2 separate regions of the Mus musculus genome follow, and region 2 is linked to region 1. The links are chromatin contacts, called in public promoter capture Hi-C maps. All regions are on one chromosome and are shown on one strand. The core of a region is the stretch at or near the end of the contact, and the rest is flanking DNA. Distances in the headings are between cores, read along the strand shown. Region 1 holds the start of 1110004F10Rik (RIKEN cDNA 1110004F10 gene). Region 2 holds the start of Usp31 (ubiquitin specific peptidase 31).

Evidence for each region. Promoter capture Hi-C pulls out the DNA fragments that hold promoters and counts their contacts.
Region 2: a contact with region 1 is called in a promoter capture Hi-C map of pre-B cells. The contact joins the promoter of Usp31 here to the promoter of 1110004F10Rik in region 1. A contact is called at or near these places in 1 of 39 promoter capture datasets (pre-B cells) and 1 of 484 Hi-C or Micro-C datasets (CD4 T cells).

Annotation. Positions count from the first base shown.
Region 1 is chr7:116,090,994-116,095,189 of GRCm38.p6, forward strand. 1110004F10Rik (RIKEN cDNA 1110004F10 gene) reads left to right here and starts at 2,387. Exons shown (of 5, transcript NM_019772.2): 1 at 2,387-2,532. The coding sequence starts at 2,470. 1700003G18Rik (RIKEN cDNA 1700003G18 gene) reads right to left here and starts at 2,156. Exons shown (of 4, transcript NR_029433.1): 1 at 2,069-2,156.
Region 2 is chr7:121,705,321-121,709,516 of GRCm38.p6, forward strand. It overlaps Usp31 (ubiquitin specific peptidase 31), which reads right to left and starts at 2,122. Exons shown (of 16, transcript NM_001033173.2): 1 at 1,316-2,122. The coding sequence starts at 1,933.

The sequences.
Region 1 (4,196 bases), core at 1,137-3,636:
CATCCTGTGGCACTGTGTTAGAAAACAAACAAAAAGTGAAACTGGAATGGTCTTGTATTAGAGAAGGTATTTCATAGCTCCATCGATGACTTCTTGTTAACAAGGGAGAGTATTACTAAGTCTCTGTGTCATCATATATTGCTACTACTATACAGTTTCATCTTCACATCTAGCTTTGTGAACATGAACTGAGTCAAGTCTGTTCAAATAATACAGTATGTTATTCTGAGGTTTGATTTGCTCCATGATGTTTTATGATAACTTGAACACATAGCCATCCAGATGTGCCACAAATCTGGTGAATAAAAAGCACATTAAAATTTCCTGGACTTTTATCTATTACTAAAGTTAAAATTATTTAATATTTACTAACCTTAATAATAATCCTCTTCATCTTAGAGTCACTTAGCTATCTTTAAGTAGCTACTGGGCCATCTTATTTTGCCAGTAACATTAAGAGTTCTAAATTGTGCTTATTACAATTTTTCAAATCTATTTGAAGTGAATTATAATCATCCTACTTTGTTACCTCGATGGAATTCCATTGTAATTGCATTTATAAAAGTTAAATAAAAACTAAGTAGGGTCATGAAGTTAGTAGGTAAAATATTTTAATTTTAGTGACTAAAAAACCACTTCTAAAAATATTTTCTTCATGGGTTTTTTTTTTTCCTTTATTGTGGTTTAACACAGAAATAAGAGATTAGTTTGTTTTGGTTAGGCTTATTAAATATAGCTCTAACCGTATTTTTATATAATTTATTTAAAAGCTAGTCTCTGCTTCAAAAATAAAGGAATTGGATCTATGACTGCATAAATTAAGAAACTGTCTTCCCTGTGTGCATAGCTCTAAGTCCTGATGTTTGGGATAGGGGCGGGGGGTGGGGTACTGTTTTTATTTTATTTTTATTTTTTATTTTTATTTTGAGAGGAGGTCTTACTATAGACTCGGCTGACAAACCACACATTACTTAGAAGAGGATGATCTTGAATTTCTTATCTTCCTTCACCACCTCCCAGACACTAGGTTCACAGGCATAGTCAGGTTTCACTTTGGGCACAGTTCTATCAGTGGTTCATCGTCATCTGAAATGTAGTTCAACTAGAGTAACTGCTGAGCACAGACACTGACAGGTGTCTCATAGACCACTCGGTATGGGGACTTAAGACTAGCCATGTACTGTTGTCATACTATTTGTTTATACTTGAAAAAAAAATCTTTTTAAAAATCAAGGCTGGAAGTCTTCAGAATGAGTAAGGGCAAGAAAGTCATCCTGACAGTATGTCAGGTTCACCTGTGGATGCAAATTCAGCTATAACATACAGAAGTTTATCTTCAGTATCTGAACACTGGACTACAAGATCTTGCAGGAAGCTTAGTTGGGGCTGGAAAGGGAGCAGGGAAATGAGGAAAAGGGAACTAGAAACAAGATTGCAAATGGGAAGGGCAGCGAATGTATCCATCCTAAGGGGGCGGGGTGGGGGTGGTCTCTTGCAACTAGACTGAGGAGACAGTTGAAACAGGTTGAGACTGCTACTGTATTGTAACTTTAAAGGGGTTTATTATATAGGAAACTTACCCCCCACCCCCACCCCAAGAAAAATAATAAAGATACAGGATTTTTTTTTGGCAGACAGACTTCAGTCGATGAAGTTTCAAATAATATCTACCTTAAAAAGGGATCAGAGAGTTGGGTCACTCTTATCTAGAATACACTAAGCCCAGTGGAAAACGGTCCACAATTCCTGAGGGGTGGAGCTGTTTAGAAAAAAAACGAAAAACAAAACAGCCAATTAACAAGCCTTCAGCTTCACACTGAACTCTATTCAGTAAGAAAAGAAAGGAAGGAAGGAAAGGAAGAGAATGAAGACGTTAGAATATCCCGTGTGAGCAGTAGAGACCACACATTAGGCTGGGGGAAGAAGCCATGTTTTAGGTTTTTGTCTTGGGCCGAGAACTTGTATTCAAAAAGCCTCAAACATTACACTTAAGTCTATGTGTTTAACTATGATGAATGTGTTTACTAACAGGGCAGAACCTCACACACACAAAAAGGCGAAAACCCACTCTAGGTCTGTCTGTGGCAACGAAGCTCTCCGCCAACGATCACCACCATACCCATCCACGGGAAAGCTCCCTCTACACGCCGAAGAAAGCGTAGCCTCCGAGGGCTCTCCCGCCACGCCGCGCGAGATGCTTCGCTCGGCCTCCTGGGAAATGTAGTTTAAGTCACTGAAGACGGCTTAGTCAGGCCAGTAAAGAGTGAGTCCAAAAAAACTACAACTCCCGGTGTGCTCCAGGGTGACGAGCGGCCGCAGCAGTGACGACTGTAGCGGTGAAGGGCCGGAGGGGGCTCTGCGTTCTGGAGTGGCGCTGCTTGGTCCGGCGGCTGGGTGAGGGCTGCTGGTGTCGCGTTTGAGGAGAACTGCGAGTGTGTTTGGCATATCCCCGTCAGGATCCCAGCTACGATGAGTGCTGCCCGGGAGTCTCACCCGCACGGGGTGAAACGTTCAGCCTCCCCCGACGACGATGTAAATAACAATGGATGAGGGTTGAGGCCTAGTGAAGGCTGGGGTAGGCCGGGAAGGGTGGATGGAGGAAGAAGCGCCCGAAGGAAGGGGGCGCAACGAGGGATGTCTTCCTTTTCCTACTAGAATCTGAAGGATTGAAGAGGCCCTGAGCTGAGATACAGAGACCTGCGTAGGAACGGGGGTTGAGGAAGGAAATCCTGAGAAGGGTCGAAAAGGAAAAAGAGCTTAATCGAGATGTCTTTGCGTTTTGGGAAACCGGTGAAGCTCATTTCTTAGTCATTTCAGGATAGATATGTCATAGTCCTGACATTGGTCTAAAACGCTCCTCTGGCAATCGCGAAATGTTCAGTCACATTTGGACAAATTTTCCAGCCCGAATCCTTTTTTGCAGTGTACTGGTAATTGCTGCCCTAACTACACCATTCTTAATAAACAGAGACCAATATTAAGCCGAAGATTGTGGTAGACAGTTTGGGGATGGAATAATGGCGAGGTCAGAGGGAGTGAGACCCAGAAGCGCATTTTGATGTCAGATACCTTTTTCCTGCCCTCTCATGCCTTCAGCTCATCAGTTTAAATAATAAACTGTCCCTTATTAACCTGTTCAGTACTGACTACAATGCCAGATACTGGAATTGAAGATTAATAAAGAGGATGCTTATATTTGTCTTAGCTCTAGCATAGTGTTTAGAAACTGCAGGTAACTTGTAAAATTAGGTTCTTCTATAATGAAATCCCTTGGAAACATTGATGGGGAAGTTGGTGGGAAGGGGACATGAGGAAGTCATCTTTGAGACAGATGAAAGCTGGTCTCGCTTATTCATACACTGTCAGCTTCAGAATTGTAACTTTTAGTGCAGTTTGACATCTTTCATAAGTCCTTTGTGAGCCATAAAAGGTTCCCTGAATTATTTTGTAGTTAATGAGAGAATACTAAGAACCACACTCCTTTGGTTGGAAGATGGGGTGTGGACCAGAATTGTAATAATAGAATAAATTTTAGCCTTGTGAGGAAGATTAGTAATCAATTAAAAAAGAGTGGAGGGATGACTGGTTGTCTGTGAGATTAATTCATGTCCCTTGTCTTCCCTGCGACTGGAATTTAGATCTTCCATTGTTAATACCGCCATTCTGCATTGTTAGGAATTTGTCTAGGTTTTTTTAGTGATCTAGATTGTAGATGTAAAAGAGCTGTTACATTGTTTTCCTCCCAATATCAACTGTGAGTTGATTCCGAGAATGTCACACATTCTTGCTTTGATAGACTCAGAAATAAAACAACTTTTTAGCCAGGTGAACTTTGATATATTTCAAATCCTATAACTGTTGTCTTGATAGTTGATTTATAGGTGATTATAATTGCATTTTCAAGATTGGGACCTGTGACTTTACCTATACTATCATAAAGACGACTGTGTTGTTGTTGTTATGCTATATACAGTAATGTGTCCCTTAACAGTGGTTTTCTTAACTCAGTTTCCATTATATATGGTTATTATTTTTTCTGCTAACTGGATATTACCTTGCTTGATGTTTTTGTTTGTTTAGCTCATCTGTATTTTCAAGATACACCTGGTAATTTTAGAAAATCAACTATCAGTTTATGTGTTAGTATCTGCTGCAAGGTTTTCTGATTCAGTGATTTGATGCATAATTGAGGGCAA
Region 2 (4,196 bases), core at 872-3,371, 5.6 Mb after region 1:
GAAAACCAGTACCACTTGCCATAAATAGAAGACAAATGAGAGAAAAAAAAAACAATAAAAGCATAATAACCTTATTAAATTTAGCTACTGTTGGGCTGACAAGATGGACCATCAGGTAAACATGACAAATTGAGTTAAATCCCCAGAACCCACATAAATGAATAAGAGAACCGACTCCACAAATCGTCCTCTGACCTCTACACAAATGCCACACACACACCCCATGCCTATGTAAATATTTTTTAATGTTGTCTACCAACGTCTCTAAACTTGATATTTGTTTTCTTTAGAAGAGCAGTGGAGAGGGGTAGGTTGATCCCAGCACACAGAAGGCTATCGGGAAGATCTCGAGTTGAAAGTCAGCCTTGGGCTACATAGTGGGACCCTGTCTCAAAAAAATAAAGAAGGCTGGTAGAAAATCAGGGTGAGACAACTGTCAAAAAATGGGGGCAACTATCAAACTGTGGAGTTCTAAGCATGAGGAAATGAGGGAAGGAATGGTAAAACTTATTTTTTCACTGTCCGACTCCATTCTCGCTAATATCATACCCATATCCCACCTCAAAGTATCCCTCATACAATCTCCAATCACCTCTCTGCTCAGCTTACAGTAAGAACCCAACTCCTTAGGATAGCCTAAATGACCCTTACCATCTGGACCAGCAAACTCCTCTGCTTCCCAATCTCATCCTCTTAGTGCACACGGGCAGCTGCAAGCCAAGGGCCAGGACCACCTCCTCCATCTATTACATCATCAAGTTCTGCCTTCTTCAAAGTACTATCTGATAACACCTGGTTCATTGTACTTAAGAATAGAAAGAAAAAAAAAAAAGCACTAAGCATGAACGGTACTAACATAGCTAAAGCACTTTATGTATCACACTGAACCCGCTAGAAGTGCCCAAACTGGGTAATCTCGCTGTCCAACGTAACCTGTCAACTTGCTAAACGTAAGTACCAGGTAAACGGGAGCATAAAGAGGCTCAGTGGTTTACTACTTAAGAAGCAGAAGCCGGATTCGAACCCAGATGGATAGATACTCTCCCACCAATACCCGCTCCAAAGATTGAAGTTCCATGAAGGCAGGGTCTTGGTCCTGGCAACATCCATCCCCAAGGCGGATCACAGGACCTGGCGCCCATGTTCTGGCGCTCGGAAGCCAAGCTGGCTGGATGAATGGTGGGAGGAATGCGTTCCTTTGTCATCTGGGTTATCTTCCAGAACTCTCTGAGCATCCAGCGCAGAAATCCTCCCGGCCCGAAGAGGAGGAGCCCAAGAAGCGCCCGAGCTCCAAGGCCCCCCGCCCCGGGCTCACCTTGAAGTCGCGGCTGTGTTGCGGGGTGTACTCCAGCGTCCAGAGCGCCCGCACCAGATGCGCCAGCTGCTCGGTGACCTCGCCCTGGCCGTGCGGCCCGCGGCCCGCCGGCTGCTCCGACTCCGGCTCTGGCTCCGGTCGGCCCGCCCGGTACTGGCCCAGAGCCAGGTACTCGGCGAAGAGCTCGGTGTTACTGAGGCACTGCAGCGTGGCGTTCATGAAGCACGTGTTGCCGTGGTTGCGGAGCCCCGCCACGCCGGGCACCGGCTCCGAGGCGCAGGCGGGAGGCGCGGGCGAGGCGGGCGGCGGCGGGCACGGCGGCGGCGTGGGCGCGGAGGCCGGCCCGGGCGGGAAGCAGCTGCGGAGGCCGCCGCGGTCCGGGGCGGCGCCCTCGGAGCTGAGGTGCGAGAGCGTGGACAGCGTCTTGAGGACGCGGCTCATGAAACTGCCCACCGAGCGCGCCGACGACGGCGACGAGGGCGCGGCCGGCCCGGGGCCGCCAGCGCCGCCGCCGCCCCCCGCGCGGCCACTCCGGAACAGCCGCTTGCTGAACGAGCGCTTCTCCTTCCCGCCCGCCGCCACCGGCGGCCCGGGCCCGGGCGCCGTTACCTTGGACATGGCGGCGGTTGCCGACGCTCATCACCGCGCCAGTCCGCCCGGACCGCGACTCCGCCACGGCCGCCGCCGCATCCCGCCGCCTGCGCCTCACCCGGCCCGGGGGGCTTCACGCCCTACACCACCTCAGAGCGCCGCGGAGAGAGCGAGCAAGAGAGCGGCGACCGAGGGGCGCGCGTGCGTCGCGCGGCCGCCCAAGTGGGCAGCTCACGTGACTCGCTGGCATCGCAGCCCCGCCCCGCACTGAAGCTGCGAGGCCGCCATATTGACTGTGGGAACAGCTCTCTCCCTGAACCCTGATTCAAGGACTCCCTCGGCTTAGGGCGTGGTTCTGCGTGTTGAAGCTCAAGACTGGCCATGTTTAGTATGGGCACGGTCCTAAACGTTAGGGCAGGCGCTGGATGGTGGATTTTAGGGGTGGGTCTCTGTCTTTGCTTGTCAAATAGAAAAGATCTAGAGAAAGTACTGAAATCAAGCTGCCACGTACCAGGTGGCAGAGGAGCTGATAGATACAGCTTTGTCTTGTCCCAGGCGGGTTAACTCAGCCTGGCTCCCGAGGGACTGCCGCGTACCCACCCGAACGTGGTCACGGAGCTGGCACATTCTGGTGGGCTTTTCTTTCAGGATGTACCTTGAGGTCTCAGCAAAGTAATATTATTAGAATTGCCTTGCTGAAAAGTTTTGTAAAATACAGCCTTTAAATCCTCTGAGCTCTCCCTTTAATCACTCAATAAACTGAGCATTTGCTCATTCATTCATTCAATCATTCATTCATCCATCCATTCATTCAGTAAATATAGCAACTGAACACTTGCTGTTTGCCAAATACTGTACTAAACTCTAAGGATACGACAAGACTGAAACTAACTGAGTTTCTGCTTGCCTTCCTATAGTGTACACTCTCAGTAGGTATTCATTCATGATTACCTCTGTATTCCACACACTATGCCAATCATGGAATACCTTCCTTGGTTTTCAGTTCAGTGCCTTTGACATCTCATTTAAACCCAAGTTTGGCTCAAAGACTTAACCTTTAAACCAAGGGTCACAGATGCACTACTATCGCAGAGGCTAGATAGGTCATAGCAATGAACAAAGAATCCTGGTGAGGGGTCGGTCATCTGCTGATCAGGTCATACTTCACATATCTTGGGAATACAAGAAATGTTGTGGACAGCGGCAACCTGCTAATTAACATTCTTCTAAAGAGATGGCTTTCGCTCACCTCCAGTCAGTTGTTCCCATGTGAGAATGAGGGCTTAGTGTTGCCAGATCAGCTGATTTTTAGAGAAAAGGTGGAAATTCTATTTTTAAATGTTGGTTCAATTTTTTTTAAAGGAAAAAAAACTGCATGGGAGAACAGCGTGCATTAAGGCTGCCTACTACTCAAAATCCACTGGTTTCTGACCTTCTCTTTGTATGTTCTCTTTGCTAAGAGATGAGCCTGAGCCCTGGTTACTGCAAAAAACAGATAATGGGAAAGAAAGCCCATAACATTTTAAAGATAGAAAGGCCACCCTACACCCATCTCAAAGCAAATAGTTTTGGCCTCTAGATTTCTACTCAATACTAAATATGGTATCCTGTAATGATGCTCTTGGTTTGCTCTGAATAGGCTCAAATCCCCTCCACTTCTACCTCCTAATTAAAACATCCATCTTAGCTGTACCTTGGGCTCCTTGTAGCATCAGAAAGAATGCCACTAGATCACAATAGAAACTGAAGCCTGTGGCCCTCCACCTTTGCACACATGCTTGCTGCTTCTAACGACTTGATCCCAGCTGTGAACCTTTACCCAAGCTGATCCATCTGCTCCAGGTATCTTTCCTTGAACTTCCTCATTTAGTTTGCCTCTCTTCATCTCTAAAATCTTGCCTTCATTAATTGCATCATTTCTGCAGACTCTCTTAGAACCTTTTGGCCATACCATTAACTTGACCCTGTTGGAATTCAACAGACAATGAGTTAGTTGTTTTCTATTGCTGTGAAGTTACCACGACTAAGGCAACTGGTAAGAGAAAGTACTTAATCAGGGGCTTGCTTACAGCTTCAGAGTTAGTCCATCACCATCATTGTGGACAGCAAGTGGGCAGAGATGACGCTGAAGCCGTAACTGAGAGTTTACATCTCACCCAAAGGTTGGAGGCAGAGAGAATGAGAGCAAGAACAAGAATGTGTGTGTGCATGCATGCAAGAGAGGGAGACAGAGACAGAGAGACAGAAAAAGACAGAGACAAAAACAAAGACAGAGCCAGTCTGGGCTTAG